Linked DNA regions of Zea mays: region 2 is linked to region 1. The links are chromatin contacts, called in public Hi-C maps. All regions are on one chromosome and are shown on one strand. Each heading gives the region's core, a stretch centred on a gene start, on an enhancer-like site or on the middle of the called end of the contact. The rest is flanking DNA. Distances are from core to core; before and after follow the strand shown.

Region 1 (7,083 bases), core at 1,071-3,570:
AGGGCTACAGCCGATTGAATCCCCACAATCGATCAAATCAAATCTACCTATCATTTTTCCTTATGCATTAGGAGTAGTTCTAGTTTAGCCTTAGTTTAGCCTCCCTCTACCTCAAATCTTCACCTATCTTCAGCTCTACGTCGACTAGAGGCGTCTTGGGTGGCCTGCCGACGCCAAGACACACCCTAGGATCTCTCCTCTCCGACGGGGTCTCTCTCGGGAGGCGAGATCTAGGCCTGCTGCGAAGAAGAAGACCCTCTGCGCCATCGCGGACTGTCCAAGCCCCAGACGCGGACCGTCTGGACGTACGCAGAGGAGGAGCCGCTCCTGCGCCAGGTCGCGGATCGTCCGTCCCTGTGTCGTGGACCGTCCGGCCCTGTGCCGCGGGTTGTTCGCGCCTCTGCAGAGGGCACCGCCAGACGGTCCACCCCAAAGTGTTTGGCACCTAGATCGGCGGCAACAGTATGCCAAATTTTTTTATAAATAATTTAGTATAGTCCATAATAATTTGGTATGCAATTCAGTATATAAAGATAAGGAATAACATATGAAACTATAGATTTAACATTTAAGCCCATAAGTGCATACGTTAGAATGCAAATATAATATATATCAGTTTCTTTTTTCTTGGGCTGCCTCAGTGGACTGGTATTCCGGTGGGTCGACTTAGGGTATGTCACGACCTACATGGATCACCTACTGGCTATGCTCTCGCATAGGTTCAATTTGGCTAAGTACAGGCTCCTGGATAATAGAAAAGGAGTGTATTTAAGCTGTGGCCTAGTCATAGGACGCGAACATCACTTGTTCTACCTGATTCTAACTTGAAGAATAATATGCACCATTATCCAGCCGTATATGTGCCCATTGTTCAACTAATGGCTTTGAAAGTGGAAACTACTCAAATGCGGGACCACAAAGTACAAACCCTTCGATTGAAACGACAACACTTGAATTTGCCAATCAAAACCTATAGGGCCTATGGTAGTAGATCCAACTATACACCACACTTGTTGATAGTGGACCCATTGGGTCTAAATACTCGTAAAACATACAAGAAAATGCACAATTAAGTAGAGAATCGACTCAAACCAAGTCGAACATGTATTACTAGATGCACAATTACAAGGACTCGTCAAGGAGGATAGTAGGGGCATACCCATATCTGATTGTGAACTAGTACAACAAAGAAGACAAATGTGCTTGTGCATGAGAAACTTTAGGTGAATTTGAGTAGACAAGCAATCACTCAACTGACACTTTGCATATACTAGATTGCGGACTAGTAAACTACCACTAACATCCCACAACAACAGGGATGTAGCATAGTTTGAATCTCCACACTTGTAGTCATCAGCTACTCCACCCAAAAAATTCGAAGTGGGAGTAACTCATAATGCTTTCGCATGCATCCTTCTATAGTCGAGGGTTGCAGGAAAACCACGAGGATACTTGCTTGCTCATCGGTTGCTCTAGGAGAAGAGAGGATCACCCTACGTCGCAATTCTTCGAATTGATAACGACACTGATAGCCACGGTAGTTAGGAACACTTGAAGTTGTGGTATACGCCCATGTCGAGATATTCCTCTACTCGTTGATGGCCACTATAAGCGCTTGCTTCTGATATCATTACAACATCAAAGCCGAAGCTAGAGAGCTAGCTCACTGCCAAAGTGACCATAGGAGCGAGCCATTTATCTCTAGAAAACCCACGATAAACCGGAAATCGTGTTGTTTTATCGTCGCATATGCCCATTACAATACCACTAATGACTAATAGGGTGTTTGGTTAGTGGGACTAATTTTTAGTCCCTCCATTTTATTCCACTTTAGACCCTAAATTGTCAAATACGGAAACTAAAATAGAGTTATAGTTTCCGTATTTTGCAATTTATAGATCAAAGTGGAATAAAATGGAGGCACTAAAAATTAGTCCCTAGTAACCAAACACTCCCTAAACTGATAAAAAAAGCCTACTCAAGGGAGCCTCCAAAAGTTGACGTACCAAAGCAATGTTGACAAGGTGTGCTCCATCTAGGATGGATGTGGGCAACTCTCCTAGAATCAAATAAAAAATGATGAAATGGTAGAAATAAATGAATATGGAAATAAATAAAAAGCGGTACGCAACAAGTAGCCAGCGTTGCGCTGAAACAGCACCAACTCAGCAACCTGCAAAAAAGTTGCTTTCCACGAGACCCGCAAAATAAAAAACTTTATTCTCTCTCTCTCTCTCACTCCGCCCGCCAGCCCGCCGCCCGCCGCCTCCCTATATAAACCCACCCACCCCCGTCCGCCATGGCTCATTTCCCCACCCGCACAAACGCGCACACCCCACTTGGCGCTCCACCTCTTCGCTCTCCGACGACAGCCAGCGAGCGTGCGACGGGCGATCAATCGGGGCAGGCATTCGAATTCCGACGACGGCCATGGAGCAGAGGAGCCTGCTGGTGTCGGCCCTGGGCGTCGGCGTCGGCGTGGGTCTGGGGCTTGCGTCGGCCAAGTGGGCAGTACAGCCGGCGCCGAACGGAGGCGACGGTCTCGGAGCCGGCGCCGCGGAGTTGGAGGCCGAGCTGCGGCGGCTGGTCCTGGACGGCCCCGAGAGCGACGTCACCTTCGACGAGTTCCCCTACTACCTCAGGTAGGTCATACTAACCCCGTCGAGTTCGATTCGGTTGGTGGCCGGCCTGGGTAGGGTTCGAGGAAGATCCGGTTGGCTGGCTTCCGTAGTGCGATCCGATTTGGCGCAGCCGCATCACCCGAGACGCACCGATCTGCGGCGCTGCTGCAGGCCTTGTCTTCTCGATGAATCTGTTCAGATGGCTTCCCCACTCCACTCGAGTACAAGTGCCACTAGTTTCCTCTGCTGTTGCGGACTAGCGGCTCGTACTAGCAGTACGGCTGCGGCAGGTAGGCACGATCGGAGCCGTGTTCTAGAAAAAAGCAAAAGCAAGAGGGGTTTACTTGATCCACAAAAGGCCGCAGCACATGGCTTCTTCAGTTTTTTTCTTTGTTTGTTTGTTTGTTATCATTATTACTACGATGGCACTAGCACCGACAGCGATTGAGGTAGTGGTGTGATTGCCTGCAGCGATCAGACGAGGGAGGTGCTCATCAGCGCGGCTTTCGTCCACCTCAAGAACGCGGAGCTGCTGAAGCACGTCCGGAACCTCTCCGCCGCCAGCCACGCCATCCTGCTCTCCGGCCCCACAGGTTCGTTTCCGTCGTCCGCCGGTCCCTGGCCGCAAGAACAACAACCACCCCCGCTCGCTGCTTGCGTGTGGGCAGAGGGTACTGTGGCCACTTGTATCCCCCTGTTTCGCTGATGCATGATGACCTTGTTGGCTGCTGTCTCTGCAGAGGCCTACCTGCAGTCGCTCGCGAAAGCTCTGTCCCACTACTTCAAGGCGCGCTTACTAATTCTGGACGCCACCGACTTCTCTCTTCGGGTGAGTGAGCAGCTGGGAACTGTTGCCATCGTGATTCTTGGCCTTGCGGTTGCTTTGCCGTGCCGTGTTCTGAATCCTGTGCCGCTGAATGACTCTTGCAGATCCAGAGCAAATACGGGGGCTCCACAAAAGCCACGGTGGGTCACACAGTTCCAGAGCATTTTTGCTGGAAAGAATAAACGCTGATTCATCTCCTCGGATCCTCCTTTTGTTTTTCTAACACGAGATCCGGCGACACTGGTATAGTTAATCAGTTATTTTACAGGACCCATAACAATGAGTTTGTTATTGACTTGCTTCTGCAGGCCCGCAATCAATCTGTGGCTGAGACCACGTTCGGGAGGATGTCTGATCTCATTGGATCCTTTATGGCATATCCTAAGAAGGATGGGCCTATAGGTAGTTAAGGCTTACAGATTCCCTTTGTTTTATTTGTTGTTTCTCGCATTTTATAACTGCAAGCATGCGCACTTTTATCTTATCACCTTTTAAGGTGTGTTTGATTCAGCCTCATAAACGAGATTTACTGTCAAAAATCTGAAATCTCTATCAAACGGGTACACTAGCAGAATAAATTTCTAAAAATTTATAGATTTTATTAGTTCAATTTCTATCCTAGATTTTTAGATTCCTATCATCCATGTTACAAACCGTCATATTTTTATAGAATCTATAGTTGACAGTCGATGTGTCCTGTATTTCAATTATTGCCCAAATTCTTGATTTGTAGTGTTATCCTTTTTGGCAGAAAAATCGCTGCGTCGCCAGACAAGCAGCACGGATTTAAGGACAAGGTAATGTGCCTGCTGTGCTGTTTATCAAGGCCGCGACGAACAGTAGTATCTTTTCGCAATGTTACTCATCCATGCTTTGTTTTCTTCAGAGGCTCTGACGGTTCTAGCAGTACGCCTTCGCTGAAGAAAAACGCCTCGGTATCATCCGACATGAGCGACCTTGCCTCACAAGGTTCGGGAAATCCAGGTGAACCTTTTTCGGTTCATTTATATTCTCCTTTTTTCTGTTTAGTTATTTTGATGTCATATATGTGCAGAGTTTAGTGTAGACAGCTCCTACCTAGATCACACTTACTAGCCTCCACCCGTTTCAGACTGCTCGGCCATCCGCATTTTCTGGTAAAATTATGTACATGTCGATATTAGTTTTGTCGTATAAATGGCATGTGTTCACTCCCTGTTTTTTTTTTTGGACGAAATTGCATCTAAGTTTCACATACTGATTGCTAATCTTTACATGTCTGAATGAAACAGTAGGGTGCTAGTACAGTAGTAGTACTATTTTCTTAAAAAAACATAGTACATTAGTACTATTTGCTAGAGTAGAACTGTATGACTATATGGCACACAAGTGTCTTACAGTTCTTCATCTTTGCTTATGTAAATTCCAGTGAGGCGAACTGGTAGCTGGTGTTTCGACGAGAAAGTTCTGATTCAGTCACTCTACAAGGTGATCATACTTCTCGACTGTAACTCAATTCGCTGTATTTAGTCATGCGGAAGTGGAACTTATCTGGTCCGCCCATTTTGCAGGTTATGGTTTCTGTATCTGAAAACGGTCCGATTATTCTTTACATAAGGGATGTGGACCATTTCCTCTGGAAATCGCAAAGAATTCACTCGATGTTCCAGAAAATGTTGGCCAAGCTATCCGGTCAAGTTTTGATACTTGGTTCTCGACTACTCAATCCTGACGCTGATAACAGGGATGCCGATGAGAGGATTAGTACCCTGTTTCCTTACCATGTTGACATCAAAGCTCCCGAGGAGGAGACCCATCTAGACTGCTGGAAAAGCCAGATTGAGGAAGACAAGAGAAAAATCCAGATGCAAGATAACAGAAACCACATCATAGAGGTACTCTCGGCAAATGATCTAGACTGTGACGATCTGAGCTCAATCTGTGAAGCAGACACTATGGTTCTCAGCAATTACATAGAGGAGATCATCGTATCAGCTGTCTCCTACCACTTGATTCACAACAAGGACCCTGAATACAGGAATGGAAAGCTCATGCTATCATCTAAAAGGTTGGTCACTGATTCTGATTTCTTTCCCCCTTTTTTGTCTTGGAGAGCAATAATATAAATTTCTTTTACAGTTTGTCCCATGGTCTAAGCATTTTCCAAGGTAGCCATGGTGGGAAAGACACTCTGAAGTTGGAAGAAACGAAGGTATGCAAATAGGGCAACGCTAAAATAGCGTGTCATTGCATTAGTTATGTTAACTCCTATCCTATGATATTATGATACAGGATGGTTTGAAAGGAGCTCTTGGGTCTAAGAAAACTGAGACACTTCCGGTTGGCGAAGGTCCAGTACCGCTGCCAAAACCAGTAAGTCGTCATCAGTTGACTCTGCCCCCTGTGTTCTTTTCCTCAACGTTAACAGCATTTGTGTTTTTGAGCAGGAAGTTCCAGACAATGAGTTTGAAAAGCGTATCAGACCAGAGGTCATTCCGGCAAGTGAGATAGGAGTGACATTCGATGACATCGGAGCCCTGGCAGATATCAAAGAGTCTCTCCAGGAGCTGGTCATGCTTCCTCTTCGACGGCCCGATCTCTTCAAAGGAGGGCTCCTGAAGCCGTGCAGAGGGATTCTGCTGTTTGGGCCACCTGGAACCGGGAAGACCATGCTTGCCAAGGCTATAGCGAACGACGCCGGCGCCAGCTTCATCAACGTATCCATGTCCACCATCACATCGAAATGGTTCGGGGAGGACGAGAAAAATGTCCGGGCGCTGTTCAGTTTGGCCGCCAAGGTAGCTCCCACCATTATTTTTGTGGACGAGGTAGACAGCATGCTGGGGCAGCGCGCTCGCTACGGCGAGCATGAGGCGATGCGGAAGATCAAGAACGAGTTCATGAGCCACTGGGACGGTCTCTTGTCAAAAACAGGCGAAAAAATCCTCGTTCTCGCCGCGACGAATAGGCCTTTCGACCTTGATGAAGCCATCATCAGGAGATTCGAGCGCAGGTCCGTTTCCATACCTACCGTACCTTTTTTTCTGATGCAACGCAAGTCCAGCGCTGATCGTTTGCGCTTGCGCTTGTCGGTTTACTGAACAGGATCATGGTTGGGCTTCCAACTACGGAGAGCAGAGAGCTGATCTTGAGGACGCTGCTTTCAAAGGAGAAAGTTGATGAAGATATTGATTTCAAGGAACTTGCGGCCATGACGGAAGGATACAGCGGCAGTGATCTCAAGGTTTGTGCACTGCTCTGAAACGAAGTTTATGTTCATAGGAAGCAGTATTCCACAGCTGCTCTGAAACTGAAAGCTGTTGTTTTCCTCTCTGCCCCAGAATCTCTGTGTGACTGCTGCTTACCGCCCTGTTAGGGAGCTCCTGAAGATAGAAAGAGAGAGGGAACTGGTAACAGCTCTGTCTTGTTGCTCTAACCGAATATCCCTGTACTGATCCTGCAATACACGTCGAATGAACTTGATGGGTGTCTCAGGAGCGAAGGGAAAAGGAGTCAAAAGACAAGGCGGCGGCGGCGGAGAATTCAGAAGCCCCGGAGAGTGAGAAGAAGGAGAGCTCAGAAACCAAAGAAGCTCGGAAGAGCACGCAGAGTCCAGAAGGCGGCGGCAAAGGCGACGAGGGTCCAGACAGCAAGGCG
Region 2 (7,093 bases), core at 3,172-5,671, 580 kb before region 1:
TCATTATCTTCAGAACCATTCTTGTTAACTGTTTTCCATTCATGAACAGGCTGATGTTGATGGGAATGGCACCATTGATTATGTTGAATTTATATCAGCAACAATGCACATGAATAGACTAGAGAAGGAGGATCATATATTTAAAGCATTCGAGTATTTTGACAAGGATCATAGCGGGTAATTTCACTCCGAACTCCACCTTTTCGTTACTTTTCACCTTTAACATTAACTTTGTTTGTCGCTTGTACATTCATGTACAGGCACATTACAGTTGATGAGTTGGAAGAAGCTTTGAAGAAGTATGATATGGGCGATGAGGCAACAGTTAAAGAAATTATTGCTGAAGTAGACACAGATCACGTGAGTAATTCCAAGATTCAAAATAATCTCACTTGTTGTTGTTTCATACAAAAGCACTTATCACCGTTTTGATCTTGTAGACTTTTGGCACGTTCAAGGAGATTTCGTTTTAAAAAAAACTGGTGTTTTTTAATGCAATAAAGTAACAAAATTTATTTAAAAACCAATAACAAGCTCCTTGAGTCTGAACAGTGGTTCAACTTGTTTAACTAGTAATCAAGGAAATCACTGTCTTCACTGACATTTCCTGGTTAGCTAAACCATCATGTTATTGGGTCTTCGCTTAACTGTTTGAAGTTTGAACCATACGGCTCACATTGATAAGAAAAGACTCATGACGAGTGAATTAATTGTGATGTTTGGTATTTAAATTTACATGAATTGCTAAGTGTTATATGTCCTTTGGTTTTACTACTTAGGATGGGAGAATCAACTACCAGGAGTTTGTTGCCATGATGAAGAATAATAGCCCCGAGATTGTTCCAAATCGGAGGCGCATGTTTTAAGGCTCATCTCCTACATTTAATTGGAAAAAAGAAAGACTTCTAAGATATATTTTTCCGCGGTCAGAGGGGAGAGCAACTGATACTCGAAAGTGGGATTCAGCCTGGGCATATGTGCAATGATATTACAGACTTTGGACAAGTCATCAGTCATGGGTGATTGCCTTTGTGTTGCTTCCATTTTCGACCATCTCATCCTACGATCTTTCCAAGTTATCTTTAATGAGGTGTGTCGTGTGGTCTATGTTTCCTGCCTCTGGATCTTTTATGTAAGAGAAACGGACTTGTAAAACAGTTCCAAATTATCATATACCAGGCGAAAAGTAATGCGATGTGCCTTGTGATCCTCTTTTTTTTCTTTTCTCTTTGGTCAGCGGATCATTTAATGTCGATGCTTTCTCCAACTGACAGGAGCAAATCGTAATCGCCCACTGCCCCCTTTTCAAGAACGGAACACATGACTCCTGTGTACATGCCAAAACCTCTTGGACAGTGAGCAGGTTTGAAACGAGCCCTTCCAGAACAGGAAAAAAAACAACAACTCTGAAAGGCTATTTCCAAGATGCATTTATTTATGCTGAATGCCAAGATGAGATTATGCGAAATCATTACATTTCGGTCACCTGCAAGATGTCATATTCTGAAATGAAATACGGCTACAGACTCTGCCCCAACACATAACGATAGGCCAGATGTACAATTAACAGGCTTCCGGTCCTCCACAGAATGAAATTTACAGTGCTGTCGCCGCCCCCCACCCGGCCCCCGCTCGTCAGCGAACTGCGATCCTTTTCGCCTTGGACGATTTGTGTCTGATGAAGAGAGCCGCCAGCATGCTTTTAGTGCCAACAGGGGCCTTTTGGATCGCACGACCTTTGGGGTTGTCGAAGGAATGGAATGTTGAAAGTTCCTTTACACCAGATATGTTCTGAAGAAAATGTATGTCGTATTAATCTACAAGTAAAATAAACAAATCGCAAAGCATGCACAATGACACCTTTTTTTTTAAAAAAAAAGAGGGAGAGAGACAGATCGTGTCATATTCAAGCTTACCTTAGCGCCAACCTTCTGCGTAGTATCAGAACTGGTGCTCCTGTTGAACTGCAGCGGCCTGCGCATAGGAGAAGCAGACCGCTCCTTACCTGAAACATGAGAGATTCATAGGAGGCATTCAATCTCTGCACACAGACTAAGCAGGAAATAACTTACGTGAAGTTAAATTGCAGTACTGAGTAGATACACAGAAGGATTAAATCACCTGATGAAGGTTTTGATGGTGCCGTGTCCACTAGGCTGCACAAGAAGCAGATGACAACCAGTTAAATCAGAAGTACATAAAAACCCCCATTGCATTAGCAAACAAACGATAAGAGTTTGCACGAAACTGAATACGAACTGGAAGAATTCTTACGCAAATGTAGGCTTATGTGCGTTTGCTTTGGTGCTGTTCTCCGAAGACAGATGCCAGGAAAGGGTTTTTGCTGCACCAGCGAAATAGAAGAAAAAAATAACGTTTTTTTTTGTTTTGTTTTGTTTGCTTCATATGGTACATTGCATGCCTTGAAACTTCATCATGAGCAAGAAGACCCACCGGAGGGGTAAGGTCTAGGCTTGGATTCCTGATCAGTGTCCGCTTGCAGGTGTCCATTTGCCAGGGATCTTTTATAACCAGTGGCTAGCTTGGCAGGAAAAAAATTGAGAGTCAAAATTCAGCACCCTTTCTTTTGTAATCAAACAGTGTATGAGCTCTTGGTTTCGCAGTCACTTACGGGGTAAGATGTAGTGCTTGTGGTGCTTGATGTTTGCTCCCATCATCTGCTGCTGCCTGAGGCCTTCTTTGTCTGTGTAGACTTGGCATGTGAAGATTTGCTGCAGATTTGGAGATAGATCGTCAGCAATTGAACTGGCATGGTTTCATCGCTGCAAGATGCAAGTACTGAAGATAAGTGTGATTACCTGGTTCAGGCGTGCGACTTTCAGTTCATATGTCGACACCTCGGAAGCTTGCTGCTCGAAAAGATCGGTCAGTTTGTACGCAACAGTACCCAGATGATCAACCGCGTTGACGACGGCTCGTAAGGCATAGTCTTTCAGGTTGTCCAGCACCCTGACATAAATTAACAGCTTCAGCTGTCATAATATGACCTGAATGTTACAGTTCAACATGTCCTGTGTTGAAATAAGAGTATATACTGCAAGCTCGAGTTCAGTACACTATCGACTCATCATTAATAAAAGAAAAGATGTGAAAGTCTGCACCCTATATTTCTGAAATTTATTCTGCACTGTCAAACAAGACTACAAGAGGGGGTCCCCGTTGCTAAAATTTCAATGCAGTGACAAAATTCAGACTACGAACAGTACAGGGACAGTTGTCAGGTAACTCCAAAACTCCAGATGATACCAAAAAATTATATCTTTCTCTAGCCAGTAGAGTTTGTTTTCTAGCCACATCTCACACATCAAGTCCCTTCCTCACACCTGTTGCCGTCCTTGCCTTAGTTGGCTCAGTCGTCTACACCTATCATAGGTAGTTGGGTGTAGTTGCTACCAGCACATGCTGCACCCACGCTTCGATTGGATCCTTCAACCCTTAGGCGAAATGACAAAACAGTGCTAGATACAGCATGCAAGATGCAATTGTACGAAGAGCAACCATGGCTGGGCGCCGTGGTAAGACTAGGAAGTGAGTAGTAGTGATTCCTTCTCCCTTTGTGTGGCAGTAAAATGCAGGAGCAGGGAACGCGACTCACTTCTGCTTCTGCTCGCTGTGGAGGTAGGACTTCTCGCAGTACTCGGAGGCGGTGTAGAGCTGCGGCCGCAGGTTCTTGAGCTCCTGCGCCATCATCACGAAGCAGAAATCCAGCCGGATCCCCGGTGAGACAGAGCAGGGACAGCCTTTTCCTTTTAGAAAAAAAGGGAGGATTTTTGTGCGTGCGCGTGTATGGATCTAGGAATGCGGGGTTCGGGGAGCACCTGCAGGGCCTTGATGAAGCTCTTGCTACGTTCCATGGACGCCTCATCCACGGTGGTGGCGCCGGCCCTGGCCCCCGCGACCCCGCCCCAGGAGCCGGGCGCCGGCGGGTATTGCTGCGGCGGCTGCATTCCCCCCTCTTCCGCTCCGGCGGTGGGCGTCCGGCGAGGGGAGGAAAGAACGGGCGCCGGCAGGGGGAGGGGGAGGGGGAGGGCAGGAGGCGGCGAGGTCAAGTCAAGTAAGCGCTCCACTGGCGCTCGGTGGGCAGAGTGGGGTGGAGGGGAAGCGAGCGATGCCTCGCCAACTCCCACTCGACGCAAGCTTATTCTACTGCCAGTTCCACCACCGCCAGTCTCTCTCCTGTTGACTCTTCGCGCGTGGGCGTGCGCGTGTTGCTGTCGAGCGCTGGCGGTGGTCCGCGGAGGAGGAGGGGTCCCGGAGGAGCGACCGCAGCGGTGGCTTTGATGGCGACGGACGCGGGGCCGCCGTCGCCGGTCTGGTCTCGAGTGGATTTGCTTGGCTTGGTGCCTAGCCTAGCAGGGAGATTTTTTCGATTTGGCAGGGGAATCATTGCTCACTCATCGCCGCCTCGCTGGTGGTTTTGGCTGCTTCGCTTGTCTGCCTCCGACTGACCACCGCACTGACTGTACCCGCCGTAGATTGATCTTCGCTTTCTCTGTGAACGCCGTTTTCACCGCAAGATTTTCATGCTGCGTTCCCATTTCGATTCCTTCGATGGTAACGAAACAATTAATATGGGATCTATATGATCATAACGTTAATATCAGATTCCTACAATAACGACATAATGATGATCCTAAGCCAAAAAATCTGGAATCATAATCAAAAGGCTACGTGGGATGAATAGATTTACGAGAATCTATAGATTTCTCTAGTTTAATCCAGAACATACTTTTATCTTTTTTTAAAAAAAATTATGTCATCTAGATTTTTAGAAATTATTATTCGGTTACTACTGTTTATAGGGTTGAATCGTTTTATTTTCTATCTAATTTGTCGCTCGACTCTCACTCCATGACACCTCCTAGCGACAGCTAAAGTTGCCATCATCTCTCTACACTCGATTTTGGAGGTCAATGATGTGGCTTTGTTGTCCCTGAACATTATACATTTTTCTCATCTACTCTTCGCTCATCATCCCCCATCCACGATGCTCGTCCATATATGATGCTATCCCTTTCAACATCTCTCTAGACTCCACATTGATATTCCATGACTGAGAGGCTTCATACCAATGGAAGACGATGACGCAACACCTATCGCTTCAGCTATTGTCACTGCCATACACGCTACTCGTATAGGATGCTTTGTATACACTAGATTGGGCATGACTACAACCACAACGTTTGGGTATAGCGTTGTGGGCATATACCCCCACGACAAAGCGTATCACCCCTTGCCGATGATATCATGCTATCGAATTGACTCATTCGAGAGGCCAGGGTGGTCCCCCCCTGCCATGTTGCCAAGCTATCATACTATTATAGAATCTATAGTTGACAATTGTTTCAACCAAATAGATTTTAGCTTTCCCATAGCCATCAGCTCATAACAGCCCCCTCATAGCTTGTAGCTAAAATCAGATTTTTAGGAATCAATAGCTGAACCAAACACACTGTTAGCCACCATTATGTTCTTCCGTGAACGCTTATCTTGGAATCCTCAACAAATGCTAGGAGCTTTCGGCCACTGTCAGATCCTTCTGTGAACACTCGAGGGCCTGGCACAATCCCATAACCTCTAATGAGTATTGGGAGCTCTAGCCACTATTAGGTCCTCCCATGAACATTCGTAGCTACAGATCTCTATAATCATCCTCAGTGAATGCCGAGAGTCCCTCATAGTAAAGGGCTCTCCCGTGAACATTTAAAGATCTCATTATTGTTAGGGCACATAGTGAATGTCGTGAGCCCCGACTTCTGTTGGGGCCTGTACTGACTCAGAGCAGGGGAGGTGCAGCTCCTCTTAGTGAGTCGGGTGAGTCGTAGCGACAGAGATAGAGCCTGTGGGTGCCCTCTTAGAGACTGTTGTCCATCCGATCCCTGGCCCCTTTGAGTTGGGCTTATCTCGCCATGCTACTCGCCATTTCCAATGACCAATCTACTTCATTAGTAAAGTCCTCCACATCAATAAGACTAGGTAACCAGAGATGCATAAACTAATATATGTGGTCCTTGTTGCATTCAAGAAGCTCCAACACTATTTCAGGTGCATATAATTTTAGTGGTTACATATTTTCCATTAAGAGCTGAAAGAAAATGTGCCCTTGGGCTATTTCTAAGTGTTTTGGTAATCAAGTGCCTAACACATCACTTTGATCTAACATACAATTGTGAGTATGAGCTCAGAGTCAAAGGAGAAGCAAATTGAGGATTGTAAAGATAATTTGCAAACTCTAGAATCCTGGAGAAACGAAGGTATGATTCTAGCACTTAGTAAATTATTTTTGGCACTAACTATGCTCTACTAAGTGCTAGGGATCTTCTCAAATCGAGAGAAATTCAAATGGAGAAGTTTGGCTAAGTCTAGCCAAACTTGCACCATCATGCGGTGCAGCGGACTGTCCGGTGTGCACCGGACAGTGTCCAGTTCCAGGCTGGCGCACCCGGATGAACAGACATGTCACACCCGGTTTTAGAAGGTAAACCGAATGTGAACCATGTACGCGCTAGGATCAGAAATTCACGTACACAACGATTACATAATTGGACATCATCACACAATGCTCAAATAATAGCGGAAATAAGTATAACTTTATTATGTCATGATGCCCAAAACATCCATATAGTCATTAACTTAAACATAAATCAAAGTGCTGAATGAAACATAGTAAGATAAGGCCTTCACAGGCAGCCGACTAGGGGTTTGACGCTAGTCTAGATTAGAATTCCTCAAAGTCCTAAAACTCCTGGAAATCCTCCGCATTTCCTTCATCTTCTCCTGAGCAATGGTTGCAATAGGGACAACCTGGTGTTTGGTGTTTAAGCAAGTGTGAGTACACATCAACGTACTCAGCAAATGTCCTGTTTGGCTGAAGTGGACTAGCTGTATGTGGGGTTAAGCTCAAAGCAGTTGCTTTTAGTTGGTAGGTATTTGTCATTAATTGAAGCCAAGTTTTATCATAAATCCAAGTTGATATTCCCAAAATATGACGGTGTACTGCGTTGTTGACTTGTGCTTGCTGATTTCCTGCTGAGAGCCGAGACCGAGGCCGAGGGGTTGGCCGTACGCCCGA

What was found. Hi-C and Micro-C count contacts between places; a contact is called where the count stands out from the background.
Region 2: a Hi-C map of leaf shows a contact between it and region 1, with 4 times the contacts expected there. The contact joins the promoter of LOC103635403 here to the promoter of LOC100383493 in region 1. A contact is called at or near these places in 7 of 25 Hi-C or Micro-C datasets (bundle sheath, ear, endosperm and 3 more) and 1 of 3 datasets of contacts at active chromatin or transcription factors (leaf).

Annotation. Positions count from the first base shown.
Region 1 is chr8:76,573,909-76,580,991 of Zm-B73-REFERENCE-NAM-5.0, reverse strand. LOC100383493 reads left to right here and starts at 2,320. Exons shown (of 16, transcript NM_001176141.1): 1 at 2,320-2,642; 2 at 3,075-3,214; 3 at 3,362-3,450; 4 at 3,552-3,587; 5 at 3,756-3,849; 6 at 4,199-4,244; 7 at 4,334-4,431; 8 at 4,856-4,914; 9 at 4,998-5,494; 10 at 5,566-5,638; 11 at 5,719-5,799; 12 at 5,874-6,439; 13 at 6,532-6,670; 14 at 6,768-6,836; 1 more. The coding sequence starts at 2,431.
Region 2 is chr8:77,157,536-77,164,628 of Zm-B73-REFERENCE-NAM-5.0, reverse strand. LOC103635403 (probable protein ABIL4) reads right to left here and starts at 4,421. Exons shown (of 9, transcript XM_008657858.4): 1 at 3,840-4,421; 2 at 3,617-3,699; 3 at 2,820-2,970; 4 at 2,633-2,732; 5 at 2,455-2,538; 6 at 2,275-2,344; 7 at 2,122-2,156; 8 at 1,917-2,005; 9 at 1,416-1,791. The coding sequence starts at 3,968. The coding sequence ends at 1,636. It overlaps LOC103635404 (calcium-dependent protein kinase 1), which reads left to right. Exons shown (of 8, transcript XM_008657859.3): 6 at 50-177; 7 at 261-360; 8 at 780-1,220. The coding sequence ends at 866.